Linked DNA regions of Sus scrofa: region 1 is linked to region 2. A link is a contact called in public Hi-C data. All regions are on one chromosome and are shown on one strand. The core of a region is the stretch at or near the end of the contact, and the rest is flanking DNA. Distances in the headings are between cores, read along the strand shown. Region 1 has its middle 60 kb from the start of TSPAN9. Region 2 overlaps TSPAN11 (tetraspanin-11).

The links. A called contact is a pair of places that touch in the nucleus more often than the background predicts.
Region 1: a contact with region 2 is called in a Hi-C map of heart right ventricle, with 2.0 times the contacts expected there.

Annotation. Positions count from the first base shown.
Region 1 is chr5:67,050,928-67,058,351 of Sscrofa11.1, reverse strand. It overlaps a transcript of TSPAN9 not described here. Among named protein-coding and RNA genes, the nearest start is that of TSPAN9, 60 kb to the right of the region's middle.
Region 2 is chr5:66,856,919-66,864,231 of Sscrofa11.1, reverse strand. The region is part of intron 1 of TSPAN11 (tetraspanin-11); the gene reads right to left. Among named protein-coding and RNA genes, the nearest start is that of TSPAN11, 7.8 kb to the right of the region's middle.

The DNA of each region.
Region 1 (7,424 bases), core at 907-3,406, 200 kb before region 2:
ATTGACACATGAGTGGGAATTAGCATCACAGATGTTTTTGACTTGAAAGGGACCCAAGAGATGATCCTTAATTGTACAGATGGGGAACTTTTAAGGATCTAGGAAGGAAGAGGCTTGCCCGGTGTGTCATGCAGCCAGTGAGGGGCCAGCGGAGGCTGAGCCCGGGTCTCCTGGTTCTCTCTGGTGCTCTACCCATCGACGGGAACACCCAGCCCAGTATCTGGATGTGCTTCCGCACCTCTGCTCAGGGTTGCTGCTTCTGGGGGGAGGGTTGCCTGTAGCAGGAGGCTCACAGTCAGACCAGCAGACAGAGGGGCCTTTTGGATGGATGGAAGGAGATCTAGAGACAGTGGTCCTGGGGCTTGGTGTGGAAGATTTGGGCCCCTGCATCTCCCAAGAGGGAAGGTGAGAAGCATTTGGGGCTCTGAGATTGGGTTTGTCCACACAGCTCTGTGGATGTGACCGCCGACTGAGAGCTGGGGCTGGATCTGGTGGGGAAGGTGGACGTATGATCCAGTGGTCGCAGTCCAGCGTGGGAGCACAGGGAGGGTAATGTGTGGTGTGGAAGAGCCGGCGACATCTGTACAGGCAGATGGTCTGTCTATAGCAGGGAGAAGAGGGAACAGCATGGGGAAAAGCGTGGTAAAGCCAGGACCTGCAGAGATGTATGTGACCGGAGTGGAGGCTGCTCAGGGGTCAGAGGAGGGGAGGAGAGGCCACACAGGAAGGTTCCCGTGGTCAGGGTTGACATCTTATTTGCATGCTCCTTCTCAGCACCTGGGCAGTGCCTTGCCCCAGAGTCGGAGCATCATTTTTCTTTCGCACATGGATGAGTGAACCATATTTCTTCTTTGATCCCTGGAGGAAAACCAACCAGCAAGCTTTTTTTTTTTTTAACTTTAACAATTTCTGGCATCCTCTGCTTTCTGCTTTGTTTAGCCTCTCATGACTGGTCACTACTCTTCGATCCAACATGCAGGGCTGACTACTGGTCACCAAGGCTTGCTGGTGGCCTTCTGGCCCGTTGCCTGCTCTTATTTACATCAGCCACTAGATGGCAGCAGGAAACTTGTCAATTTCTCTTCCATGTGGTTTTTAGGTCAAGCCCTTTGCTCTGGGGTGGCACAGGGACTCCAAATTCCAGGCCTCACTGGTTCCAAGATGGGTGTGAGAAAAGGCTGGGATGAAGCCAAGGTGGCCTAACGACTGACATTCCCACAACATTATGGAGAAGTGACTGTCTCACTTCTCAATCCTGTGACCAGAGGACTTTTCAGTGTGACCCACACTCTTTTAACAGTGTTCCCACCAGTGGGAAGTCCCCGGCTGGAGTTTAGTGGCTTAGAAGGACCGGAAGCTGAAACCCAGTGTCACTGAGGAAGTCCAGTGGCACCCGGCAGAGTCCCTGGTGTGGCATTTGTGCTCATATGGACAGATGCAGTGGTGGCGGGGAGGGGACACAGTACAGAAGAGGACATGTGCCCCGTGAATAGTAATCCATACAAAGCCCTGCTGGAGTGGGGACTGCTCTACCCCTCACACATGCGGCTGGAGGTGTGGGTCTGGGGCAGGCAGTGGCTCTGAGGCTCTGGTATAAGTCACACCCACATCCCTCAGCACCTTGCACAGCACTCGACAGTGGTGTGTACTCCCATTTATGAGGTTCTTCTCATCTCCCACAGCCTCACTTGGTCTTCCCAGGGGCCCTGTGTCGGGTATGGGGCTGTCCCCTTTAACAGGTGAGGCCCAGAGAAGGGAAGGACGGGTCCAGCACTTCAGACAGGTTGCCGACCCTGCTCACTAGACTCCCAGCCTGGGGGCTTTTTGGTTTGGGCTCACATTGTGTTGCCTCCCTTAGGCTGACTGGGAAAAGCGCTTGCTCCGTCTCAGGGTTGGGCTGATGGCCAGAAATCCAGTCCTGTTACCTTGCAGTCCCAGCTAGCACGTCTCTAAGAGGGGAGTGTGTGAGTGCCCTGGGAGCCCAGCCGTAGGGAACGGGCACTGGGGGCGGGAGAGTGCCATTGAGATGGGGAGCTGGCTACTTGGCCACCCCACCCTGCCCCAGTGGAGGTAGGGTGGGGGAGAGTTGGTCTGGGACCCTTTGTGCTGTGGAGCTGCCAGAACCTTCCATCAGCCGTCATGCCACAAAGGCATGGGCCAGGTGGCGGTGCTCTTGTGCTGGAACCGACTTCCCCTTGACCTTTGAGCCATCAGTGTTGCTCTGGGCTCATCTGAAGCTGGGGGGCCTTGCTGGGACCCTCTTTCCAGTTGGACCCTCCTCAGTACAGCACCTGCCAAACTCAGGGCCACAGTGGGGATGGCTCCTGGGCTCCTCCTTGTCTTTTTCCATCTGCAGCCTGAGCCTTCCTGAGGTCCTGGTCCTTCACCCTCATCCACACCCTCTCTGGGTGCGGGCGCAGGGCCGGCTATGGGTAGTCAGCTCTGTCAGAACTGCGGAGCTGGGTGCAGTGCTGATAGGAGAAAGGGTCAGCCCAGGCCCTCACTCTTCCTCTCGGGAGAACCGGAGAATCTGCCTGGAGCTTGAGTCACTGTCCTGACTCTTTGCTGTCCAGAGCTCTGCCCCCTGCCTCCCACCCCCACCCGACGTCACACCTGGTAGGTTCTGCCCGGAGACACACCCCCTTGATGCCTCCGACACAAGCTGCTCTGGGTACCTCATGTCCACGCCAGCCGGAGTTTGGGCCCCTAGGGAGCGCTACCCCCTGTGTGCCGGTCAAGAGGCTTCTGCTTTCCAGCCAGCCGTCTGCCAAGGACCATGTCTCAGGCTCCAGCATCCTGCTGGGCGTGGCCTCTCCCCAGCCCAGGATCCAGCTGCAGCCTCCCTGTTGTGCTGCTGGCAGGGGGCTAGCTGGAGGCTGGGGGAGCCTTTCCCCTGGCCTCTCCTCTCCTCTCCGCATTACGTCAGCTTCCAGCCAAATACCCCTGAGGTCTGGTAAGGGAGGGTCTTTTATTATTATTTTTTTTCCAGGGAAAGTAATTCCAACTCTTGTCACATGGATTTCTGCATTCAGCTCTTTAGGGAACTTGACTTCCTTCCCTGCTTCCCACGCCAGCCCCCTCGATGTTCCAGAGAAGGGGCAGATTTGTTTCCTTGGACTGGGGCGTTGCTGGCTCTGGGGCCCCGAGGAAGGCGGTGTGGGGAGTGGGGAGAGTGTGGAGTCAGGTGTCTGGGGCCTGGCTTCCCTTGCTGCTGTGTGACCTCAGTTGGGCCCTTCCCCTCCCTGGGCCTTGGCTTCCCCCTTACTTGCCTAGAATACACCTGCCCTCTGCAGTGGTGAGGGGGCAGTGCCGTGCTCCCTGGTTCCCACTTTGCCCAGCAGGGGCTTGATGGTGGGACCTTCCAATCCCGCCCCATCCCGAGCTGGGCCCTCCACTGGTGGGTTGGCAGGTGCGACTGTTAGTGTTGAGAAAGACCTGGCCTGGCCCGGGGGCGGTGAGGCACGGCTTCAGCTCCCTGCTAGTTCCCACTCAGCGCCTTTTTGCGGTCATGGTCACGGAACTTGGAGGCAGGAGCTAGTCCAGGGCCAGATTGGCCAGAGGGCAGTGGCTGAGGCATCCAGCCTGCGCTGTGTTCCTGTGGGTCCCTCCCCTGTGGGTGCACTGCTCCCAGTTTCTCCTTTGATTTTCCTTCATCCTTCCACACCTTTCTCAGAGCCCCCCATGCTGACCCTGGATTCCCAGCGCTGCAGGCCCTCAGAGCCTCCCCGCCCTCTCTTCTCTGGGAAGGCAGGCCGCACCCCACTCCCTGGCGGAGCCCAGCCCCCACCCCCACCCCGCGCACATGTGCATTAGGGCCTCAGCCCTCCCTGAGGCCCACATCTGGCCCGAGTGCTCGGTTTCCCGGCTGTAAATTGCCTCCTGCTGCCCCTTGGCATCTGCTCAGGTTTCAGCTCCAGGAGCCTTTTTCTTGGGGGCTCGGGGGTGGGGGGAGGCTCAGCTGGTCCCTCCCTTCGTCTGGCTGCGGCTGAGAGAGACTCTTTGGCCATGTTGTCAGGAACTCTTCCATCTAAGTCTTGGGTGAGCTGTGGTTTTTAGCAGGTGGCTGAGCAGGAACCAGTTTTAATTAGATTTCCCCCTTCTCTGTTCACACCTTCCCTCCTTTGCTCACCCATCATCAAGGCCAGCCTGCTGTGGTGTCCCCTTACCCTGCAGCGGGAGGGCTTTCTCCCGTGAGGTGGGGGTGGGGCTGGCTTTGTAGTGGGACAACCTGGGGACAACGGCATTCTCTCCAGCCTGCCCTCCCTGACCTCCCTTGACAGGGTCTGCAGCCTCAGTGGCCCTGGCACAACCCCAGGTAGATTTTCTCTCCCATCTCAGGTAGTGAACCTCCAGCCCTGGTGGCCTCAGAGCGTTGCACCCATATCTCCCCCAGAGGCATGGGGACAGTTGATTCTAGCTGGCCCTGGGGGCATTTGCTCTGTGGCACCTACCTCTTGATTATCTGCGCCTGGGCAGGTAGCTTGTTTGGGCCACGGGAGGGCCTCTCAGGGCAACACCCTGGACAGTGTAAGAGGGGATAGTCATCAGGAGTTCCTGTCGTGGCTCAGTGGTTAATGAATCTGACTAGTAACCATGAGGTTGCGGGTTCTATCCCTAGCCTTGCTCAGTGAGTTAAGGATCCAGCGTTGCTGTGAGCTGTGGTGTAGGTCACAGATGTGCCTCGGATCTGGTGTTGCTGTGGCTCTGGTGAACCCAGGGTCACACCCAGGTGTGGAGGCATATGGAGGTTCCCAGGCTAGGAGTCTAATCGGAGCTGCAGCTGCTGGCCTACACCACGGCCCCAGCCACTCCAGATCTGAGCCATGTCTGTGACCTACATGGCAGCTCTCAACAATGCTGCGTTCTTAACCCACTGAGCAAGGCCGGGGATGGAACCCACGTCCTCATGGGTACTAGTCGGGTTTGTTACCAACTGAGCCACAACGGGAATTCCTCTGTGGGCCTTTTAGTTGAAGCTGAAGGATTTGTTTCGTGGAACAGGGTTTTGGTCAGTTTGGATGTTGCTGGAATCACCAGGCAGTTCACAGGGTGACAGGTGGAATTGTCCCCCGTAGCAGGACCACCTGGGGGCCCAGGATGGACTGGAAGTAAAAGGCCTGGCACTTGCCACTGACTGGTTGAGAAGTGCTGCTCTCGGCTTCCCAACTCGCCAGCAGAGCCTCTGAAAGGAAACTGCGGGGGTTTCTTAGAAGAAGCTGCAGATTTAGATTTGGTATGGGAAGCTGAGAAAGTTCAGGGTTTGATGACAAAGGCTTTTGTCTCTCTCTCTCTCTCTCTTTTTTTTTTTTTTTTTGTCTTTTCTAGGGCCGCACCCGCGGCATATGGAGGTTCCGAGGCTAGGGGTCTAACCAGAGCTATAGCCACCGGCCTACACCACAGCCACAGCCACACGAGATCTGAGCTGCGTCTGCCACAGCTCACGGCAATGACAGATCCTTAACCCACTAAGTGCAGCCAGGGATCGAACCCACAACCTCATGGTTCCTAGTCAGATTTGTTAACCACTGAGCCACAATGGGAACTCCAATGACAAAGGCTTAATTAAGGAAGGTTCAGGATTTCTGGGGGGACTTGAATGGGGAAGGCTCGTGGGCTGGGGAAGCTGGAGGGTTGTATGGCATGTGCAGTGGAGGATGTGGAATGCTTGGGGGTTAGGGTGTAGGGGCAAATGATGGCTTTGGGGTTCTATGAGAGATGATGGGAGGAAATACTGGGTTTCTGGAAAGGACAAAGGGAACAGAGGGTTTAGTGGTGGGGGCCAGTGGAAGTTCTGGGGTGCATAGTGGGAGGCTGAGAAGAAATTGGGGGTTTTATTCAGAAGACAAGAAGGAAGTTTGGATGTGTGTTAGGTAAGGGCTAAGGGAGTTTCAGGGTTTGCTGGAGCAGACCAAGGGGGGCACTGGAGAACGGGCCATGGCAGTGTTTGGGTTCATAGGAGCGGCCAAAGGGGAGTTTGGGATGCTGTGTGAGAGGCTGAGTGGGGCTACAAGATTCAGTTGATGGGGTCCAGGGGACCTTGGGGTCCTTGCCAAAGGGGAAGTACGGGTTTTGTGTTATGCAAGGTGGTCCAGGCTTCCCTAGCCTCTGTCAGCTTGCAGTATCCTGTGTCATGAGAAAGTTTTTAAAATCTCTCAAGCTGTCCCCTGCAAACCTGCTCCTTGATGCCAAAACCTCCCCTCGCACCCAGCTCCCATGGCTCTCTCAACACAAAGGCAGCCGGGCTCGTGCTGTGGGGGCTCATGGAGGTCTTAGTTCAGAGCCCCAACCCCGGAGACTTCTCAGTCTCGCTCCAAATGGCTTTTCCAGTGCACTGTGGTCCCCCACCATGGCAGTGACAGATGCCCTGCCTGCCTGGGGAGTGTGCTGCGCCGGTTCTGGTGTCTGTGCCAGCTCCTCCTTCCTCCTGCCCCACCTCCACTCCTGGGGGTCCCACACGCCTTTCAGGGTCTCCCAGGAGCCGGGCTGCTCAGAGGCAGACTTGTATGACCTTGCCCTCCCCTGGTGCCTGTGGTCCTCTCCTCTGGTCCTCTCACTGGCCCTTGGCTTGCCTTTTGCCTTTAGGGTTAGGGTGTTCTGACCTGACTTCCCCATGTGGTGCTGTGACAACGCAGGGCCCAGGCGGCTCCAATGCCATGTCTCAGTTGCTTGCAAAACACAAGGCCCCTGGTCTGAAGGTGCTTCTCTGAGATGGGTGCCCACCCTTCGCACTCCCCTCCTCCTCCTGGCCCAGCCCAGACCTTACAGGGCAGCTCTTGGAGGGTCAGCCCCACATGCAAACAGATCAGTCCCTCTGGGTGGGCGGTTCAGACACCAGGGCCCTGCCCCATGCCATGCTGCTCAGCCACTTGAGGAAACTCATGGCTTCTTTCCTGGGGGCCAGCTGTTTCCCCCATATTTTCCACCACGTCCTGACGCCTGCTTTCTCCACGTGGCCCTTCCCATGTGGGCAGCAGAGGCGGTGTCAGACTTCATGTTCATTGTTTAACATGAACTGATGCTCACGGGACTCTGTGATGGGCGCGGTTCATGGCGAGGAGCTTTCCAGCAGCACACGCACTTCAGAGGCTGGGAGCTGGTGGCCGCTCCGCCTGCCACCCCTGGGTTGGCGCTGCCTGGCTGCATGTCCTTCTAGGGGCCCTGCTGCCTCCTCCTTTCTCCCTTGCCCGGCCTTTGGTTTCTCATGGAGCCCCTCCTACCCTACACTATTCTCCCCTCTGAGCAGCTGAGGTTCCCCGTTTTCTCTGATGGGGTCCCAACCTTCTTTCTTGGGAGCTGAATGGGCTTCAGGTCAGTTCCCTGGTGTGGGCTCCCCCCCAAACCCACCCCTCCCACCACCCTTCCCTGGGAAGGGCGGAGGGTTCCCAGGCTGGTCCTGGCTGTAGGAAAGGGCTGCTGGATGAAAG
Region 2 (7,313 bases), core at 2,837-5,336:
GTCTTGTCCCCGGAGGAGGCTGCTGCGGCTGAGCAGTGAGCCTAAAAGCCCCTTCCTTCCAAGGAGTTGGAACCCAGAGGCCCCTGAAATTGGATGAAAAAATGCTACCATGTGCTGGGGCTGCACAGGTTTCAGCGTGGCTCCGAAGGCATTATGACTGTCCCTCCACGGAAGGGCGACGGTTCCTTTCCTGGGAAGGTTCAGACGAGGCCATCACTCCTGAGGGAAGGGCTGTGCCTGGACACAGGCTCAGAGAGCCCATGGGCCCCGGGATGGCTGCAGAGGCGGAGCTGGGGAGGAAGGAGGCGCCCCAGGATCCAGAGCCCGGTTCCGCTTGCTGCTGGAGCCCACAGGCTCCTGGAAAGGACGCACCTGCATCCGATTCTAAACTCCGATTTTCACTTTGGGACCTGGATGTAAATCTGTTAGGTCTCGAGTCCAGGGGTGATGTAATTTACTGAAGAGAGTTTGGAAGCTGCTAAGCTCCCTGATAAATAAACCATGTTTCTTCATCCCAGTTCGGTGAAAACACATTTTCTAGGGACTTAGCAGCCCCTCCACCCCCTCCAGAAAGTATTAGAATCCTCCCCCTGCAGGAGAGCCAAGCATACAGAAACTTTTCTTTCTAGAGAAGCTTGACCCCTCTGGGCAAGGAAATAATGTACTCACATGACGACTAACCAGCAACCCCCGCACTGTTACCCTAATTCTTTCCAAAAAAGAACTTTAGTTCCATGAGTTATAGAGGGAGGATGTTATAGAAACGGACTTGGCATCAAAAAACCCTAGCTATTGCCCACACTGGCTCCCTAATCGGGTACTAATTACATATCACCAGGAGCATCGCCACCCATTGTTCCCAAGGTTTGGAAAGCTGCCGCTGTGCCCCAGGTCTAGAAGCGGAGAAGGAACTTAGAAATCAGCTCACTCCCAGATGTTGGCGGGGGAGACCCAGAGGGTGGGGGGCCACATCACCATTCTCACTGGGTAATTCTGAGAAGAGCTGGGACTCAAACCTCTGGTCCTGGGACCAGGTTTGAGGCGGTGGGGGGACTGCAGCCTCACAGGGCTGCCCCCACCATCCTGATCTCTGAGCTCCTGTTGCCTCTGGTCAATGCCAGGACATCAGGAGCTAAGGAGCGTGGAGTGCTCTGGAGACAGGGGGACTCTCAAAGGATGTCTCATTACTATTGATGGCAATGATAATAGGTAACATTTATCTGTTAATCTGGCTGCTAACTTCCGAAGTGAGGAAGGAAGAATTTAAGGCTCCAGCCACCTCTGCGGGGGGCAGAGCATTCGTGACAACACAGATGGCATCTTTTTGCTCATGTCGTCCATGTGCCTCCTGTCCCTGAATTCTTTCTAAGATGGCACACCAGCAACCCAGACTTTGGTCAGGGTGGGCTCACATCCTTCCAGGAACACCCAGGACACTTGGCAAGGCCTGGCAGAGCTGGCACTAACTGCTTTACAAGTCCACAGGCTCATCAGCTTTATTGAAATGCCACGTAACTCCTGATGGCGGGCCAGCTTCCCCTCCACCGACACTGATGCCAAGGCCAGACGTCCCGGGTTTGTCAGCTGTGGGATTTGGGGGAAGTCTTAAACCTTCCTGTGCCTCAACCTTCACAGCTCTAAAATGGATAAAACAGCGCTGTGATGATTGCAGGAGATAATGTGTGTTAAAACCTCACACAGTGCCTGGCACATAGCAGCCATCAACAGGTTCTAGTTCCCATAACATTCTTATAAATGCCCCACATGCTACTTTGTTGGAGGGCTAGCAGTTGCGGGGCGGGGGTGGGGGGGGTCTGTCTTCCCTTAAGGGGGTGGTTGGGAGAAGAACAGAATCCACCCTCAGTTATGAGGCGAAGGTCCACCATACAGCTTTCCGACTTCCAGGCACGGGTGATGTTTATTTAAATGATTTCAAGATGGTTCAGAAGTGTGCTTAAATCCTGGCTACCAAATGGGTACCTTCTATGAGTTAATATAAGAAAAGGCAAACATTCCTCTGGTAGGAATGAAAAATAGGGCCCAACGCTAAAATTGTTACTCATGTTCACTTTTAAGGAGGAATTTATTATTGTTGCTGCTGGTGGTGTTATTCTAGTCCCAAATTCTGCTTCCTGAGACTCATTTTGCCTCCCAGAGCCTTGGTTGTGTGGGAAATAAAAATAAAATAAAAGGATGGTTAAGTCCAGCCTGGAAAGAACCTGCCAAGCCTCGCTGTCCCCCGCCCCGCCTGCCAGCTTCCTCTTGTCTATTGCACTCCGTCTCTGCGACGGGCTGCCTGCAAAGCAGCAGGTTTAGGGTTGAAAAGTCAAGCTTTAGAGCAGTGGTCTCAAATCTGAGGTGCATCACAATCCCCTGCAGGGCTTGTTAAAACACAGATTTCTGCTCTCTCCCCCTCCCGCCCAGAGTTCCTGAGTTGGCGGGCCAGGTGGGGCCTGGAATTTTCCATTTCTAACCAGCTGGAGGAGGTGGACACTGCAGGGCCCAGATCTCACTTTGAGAAGGACTGTCTTAGGGCAGTGCTTCTCAGCCTCAGTGGCACTAGAACTCCCTGAGAAGTGTTTAAAAAAATCCCCATTCCCAGGCTGCACCCCAGGTGAACTAAGCTACACCCCCGGCCCCGGGGGCCCTGGTTCGGAAGCGAAGCTTCCCTCCATCACTGGCCTGGGGCTGAGAGTTTGGGCTCATCAAACTGTTTCTTCACAGGACTAGTCAGTACATGTTTCAGGTCTGTGGGCCTCTGGCTTCTGCTCTATATTCTTCTTTGTTTTTTATTTCAATCCTGTAAGTTTGTAAAAATCATCCTTGGCTTGCAGGTCATCCAGAAACAGTTTGCAGAGCCCTGGAGATCAGCCAGTCCTGCAACTATTAAATCTAATGATAGAAGCAGCGACTCACAGTTAGCAGTCATCACAGAGTAAATTAAAACCAAGGGGGAGGGCAGAACGATTCGCAGTATTTGAAGGTCTGAGGTCATTGGGGCTTCTCCCGCTCACTTCTGCTTGTTTTTATCACTGTTTTTTCTAACTCACTTTTCCTTTCTACATTAAAAAGAGGGGGCTGGGGGCTTACTCCCACCCTCCTCCAGTTCGCAGTACCAGCACCTGCTTCCCAGGACTGGCTTGGAACTTTCGGTTTTCAGCAGCGTAAAAGCCCTCAGCCTTCTGTTCAGAGCTACCAGAAAGTGCTAATTGCCTTCCGAGTGTTTCCATCTCTCCCAGGGCTTCTAGTCCTAACTTCCTGTCCCACCCTCTCTTCCTACAGAGAGAGGAGTTTTTTCCTTCTGGAATAAAACTCCTGGGAGTTCCTGTCTTGGCTCAGTGGTTAACAAATCCAACGAGGAACCATGAGGTTCCGGGTTCGATCCCTGGCCTCGCTCAGTGGGTTAAGGATCTTGTGTTGCGGTGAGCTGTGGGGTAGGTCGCAGACACGGCTCTGATAGCTGTAGCTCCGATTAGACCCCTAGCCTGGGAACCTCCATGGGCTGAGGGTGTGGCCCTAGAAAAGACAAAACAAAAACAAAACCAAAAAACCCTCCTGGCTTCCCTAAACCTCTGTGTGTGCCAAACACACCCTAAAGTGTGGAGACGTGTGGCCCCTGCACACGGCCCCTCCCCCTCCTCACTTCACCCCAACTCTGAGACAGCACTGGGTCCCTGGTCACCAGGCCACTCCCTTCCCTGTCCCGACCTATCTGCTGGGCTTTGGCATAAAAGCCAAAGCAGCGAGGAGCCAGTGCATTTCTCAGCGCAGGCCTCCAAGTTCTTAGAGGCGTTTTGCTTTTCAATCTGTTCCAGGCCTCAGCCCAAAGGGGCAACACCCATTTCTGCTCCTGTCTGTTATTCTTTTCTTCTGAGCCTTTAAAACCCACTAGAACCTCTGTGCGAATGACCTCAGCTGACTTTTTAAAAATGTAAATGATTTAAAGCAGAGGGTGGAGACCTGGAAAGGAAACGGCAGCCTCTGGCATTTTCCAAAGATACACATCACGAAAGGGGATCCAGGGCCCTTGACCGGCCCACTCAGAAAGGCTTAGTTCTGCCCTAACTGGGCAACCATCCAGAAATGTGACCCACACGAGGACAAGGGTTCTGGCACTCACTGCCTTCCTGGGCCAGAAACACTCGCAGCCTCACAGGGGCCCCGTGCCTGGTTTAATGCTTGGCCGTTTCATCTCGAAATTCTTTTTTTTTTTCTTTCTTTTCTTTTTTTTTTTTTGCCTTTTCTGGGGCTGTATCTGAGGCATGTAGAGGTTCTCAGGCTAGGGGTCGAATCGGAGCTGTAGCCATCAGCCTACACCACAGCTCACGGCAACGCCGGATCCTTAACCCACTGAGTGAGGCCAGGGATCGAACCTGCAACTACATGGTCCCTCGTCGGATTCGTTAACCAATGCGCCACGACGGGAACTCCTCGAAATTCTTAATAATTTATCTTTGAATTTGTGTTTTGCAAATGAAGTCCCAGGGATGGCGGGTGTGAATGTGAGCTGAGGAGATAGACATGGTGTGTGTCACTGCCGTCCCTTGCTGCCTCCTGTGTCCTGGCGTTGCCAGTACCCCCGGAGAATTCCAGGGCACCCATGATGCGTGGGGCTCGGAGAGCCTCAGAGCAAGTCCAGGTTAGGGGTTCTGTCTGTGACGGAGGGGGTGGTGCTGGTGGCCTGGGAGGCCAGGCTCTCTGCTGGAACCAGAGCTTGGCTCAAAGCAGCCAGAAAGCAGTGCATTCGAAGAAAGCCTCCACCCAAGGGACCCTGCCATGGCTTTGGCCTTTCCTGTTTCTGTTGCTTCCTGCATTAGTCAACACTTACACTGAAAACTGATGACACGGGAGGAAAAGAAAGACAGTGGTACATAGGTTCTTTCTCTTTCCGCTCTTCCTTTATTACCCTTAGGCCAAAGGGGGAGTGTGCTGAAAGTGTGTGTGTGTGTGTGTGTGTGTGTGTATCAAGAAGTGAAATAATAACAGTTGAGTTAGTTTCCTGCACCAGTTTCACTGTCACGGTGAGAACAAAATACATGGGCACAGAAGAGCTTTGAAAAAGGAATTGTGTCACTTTGATGATTCAATGTATGAGTTAAATGCTTGTAAATTTACATGTAAAACTGGCACTGCGCAATATAGAGGCGAATGGTAAAACTCATGCAAATAATTAAAAACATCAATTTGTCTTTACTAACAATGTTATTAAAAGCGAGTAAGAGAGTTCCCGTTGGGGCTCGGTGGAAACGAAAATCGGACTAGGATCCATGACGACTCAGGTTCGATCCCTGGCTTTGCTCACTGGGTTAAGGATCTGGCGTTGCCGTGAGCTGTGGTGTAGGTTGCAGGTATAGCTCAGATCCTGTGTTACTGTGGCTGTGGTGTAGGCTGGCAGCTGCAGCTCCAATTCAACCCTTAGCCTGGGAACCTCCATATGCCGTGAGTGTGGCCCTAAAAAGATAAAAACCAAAAACCAAAAACCAAACCTATCATGACAAGTCAAGAAAGAGGCCAAGGAAGAAAGGAAAAAGTTTTATGTTTTAGTACTTTTTTTCTTTTGACGGCTGCACCTGTTGCAGCTGCCGGCCTATACCACAGCCACAGCAATGCCAGATCCGAGCCCCATCTAGGATCTATGCCGTAGCTTGTGGCAATGCCAGATCCTTAACCCCCTGAGCGAGGCCAGGGATCAAACTCACATCTTCACAAAGACTATGTTGAGTTCTTAACCTGCTGAACCACAGCTGGAACTCCATATTTTAGTACTTTGAATGGCACTTTCCCTGCTTTTTGAACTAAGGGCCCTGGGCCAGGGACTTCTCCCGAAGGCACAGTCTCAGGGTTGGCTGATAAGTCCTTCCTGAAGTATCTGCCCAGCGGACATTTACTGAACTCCCGCTGTTTGCCCAGCTTTGGGCCAGTTGCCAGGAATAGAAAGTCAATAGCCTAATTTCCATCCTCCAGCCGTGCGAAACCAGGCTATGGGGCATTGCTTTCTAAATGTCTGGGCCTTCGTGCTTGTCTACAAAGGGGCTTCTGAGAGAGATCTCTTGACGATATTTCCAGAAACTCAGGCCTTTTCCTGTCAAAAATGCTTCCGAGTTCAGCTATCACCCTGCACGATCAACCAAGGATAAGCAATGTTTTTTTTTTTTTTAGTAAAATTCTGCAATCTGGCCATCCCCGTCCCCACAAGATGAGACGGCCCCAGCTCAGTCCTGTCCTTTGTTCTTTTCGGAACCTTTTAAATACACGAAACTCTGTTGGTAAATGACATAAGCTGATTTTTAAAAAACAAATGTAAACGAAACAAAGCAGAGAGGCGGACACTGGATGGCAAACTCCCTATCAGTTTTATGGTCTTTGATTAATTTTTTAGATGGAGATACAAATTCTCATTTTTTTTTTTTTTGTCTTTTTATAGGGCTGCACCCATGGCATATGGATGTTCCCAGGCTAGGGGTCAAATCAGAGCTGTAGCTGCTGGCCTACACCACAGCCACAGCAACGCCAGATCTGAGCCGCGTCTGTGACCTATACCACAGCTCACGGCAACGCCGGATCCTTAACCCACTGAGCGAGGCCAGGGATCGAACCCGGAACCTCATGGTTCCTAGTTGGATTCGTTAACCACTATGCCATGATGGGAACTCCCAAATTCTCATTTACATTGAAGTTTGGCTGACAAAACTCTTTCAAAACCTGACGTCTGTACTTAAGAAGGAAAGGAAGAATCTGTAAATCAGGACAAGGGTGAACGTCCCTGCGGGTGACCCCCAAGACCATTGGAGAGGGTTCCAGAACCCAAGTCATACCCTCAGCAGATCAGGAACATTCCCTGTAATTCTTCCTGAGCTGCCAGGACATCCTTCAATCTTGAATTCCTGGTATTTGTCAGCGAAGCCCCTCAAGCCTTTCAGAAGGGCCGGCTGCATGCACGGGGACAGTGAGCTGGGAGGGAGAAGTTCTGTCACAGCCGGCTCCTCCCCAGAGCTTGTGGGGACGGGCATGGCCAGTTGGAAGGGCACCCAGAGGACGTAAGCGGCTGGGCTGCCTAGGGGGCGGGGGTAACCTCGGGGCCCTGAGCCCAGGCGAGGACTTTGAGACCATCCCTCGGTTTACACAGCAGGAGGCTGAAGCTTTGCGAGGTCAAGGAAGGCGCTGGATGGCTGACCCGCTGAGCGCTCTGCCCTCACTGGTACTTTCCTGATCCTTCTCTGAGCTCCAGCTGCGGCCTAGGTGAGCGCCCCCCTGCGGCCTAAACCCAGCTGTTCTCTCCTCTCCTCCTGGGACTGAATTTCATCTCCTCCACA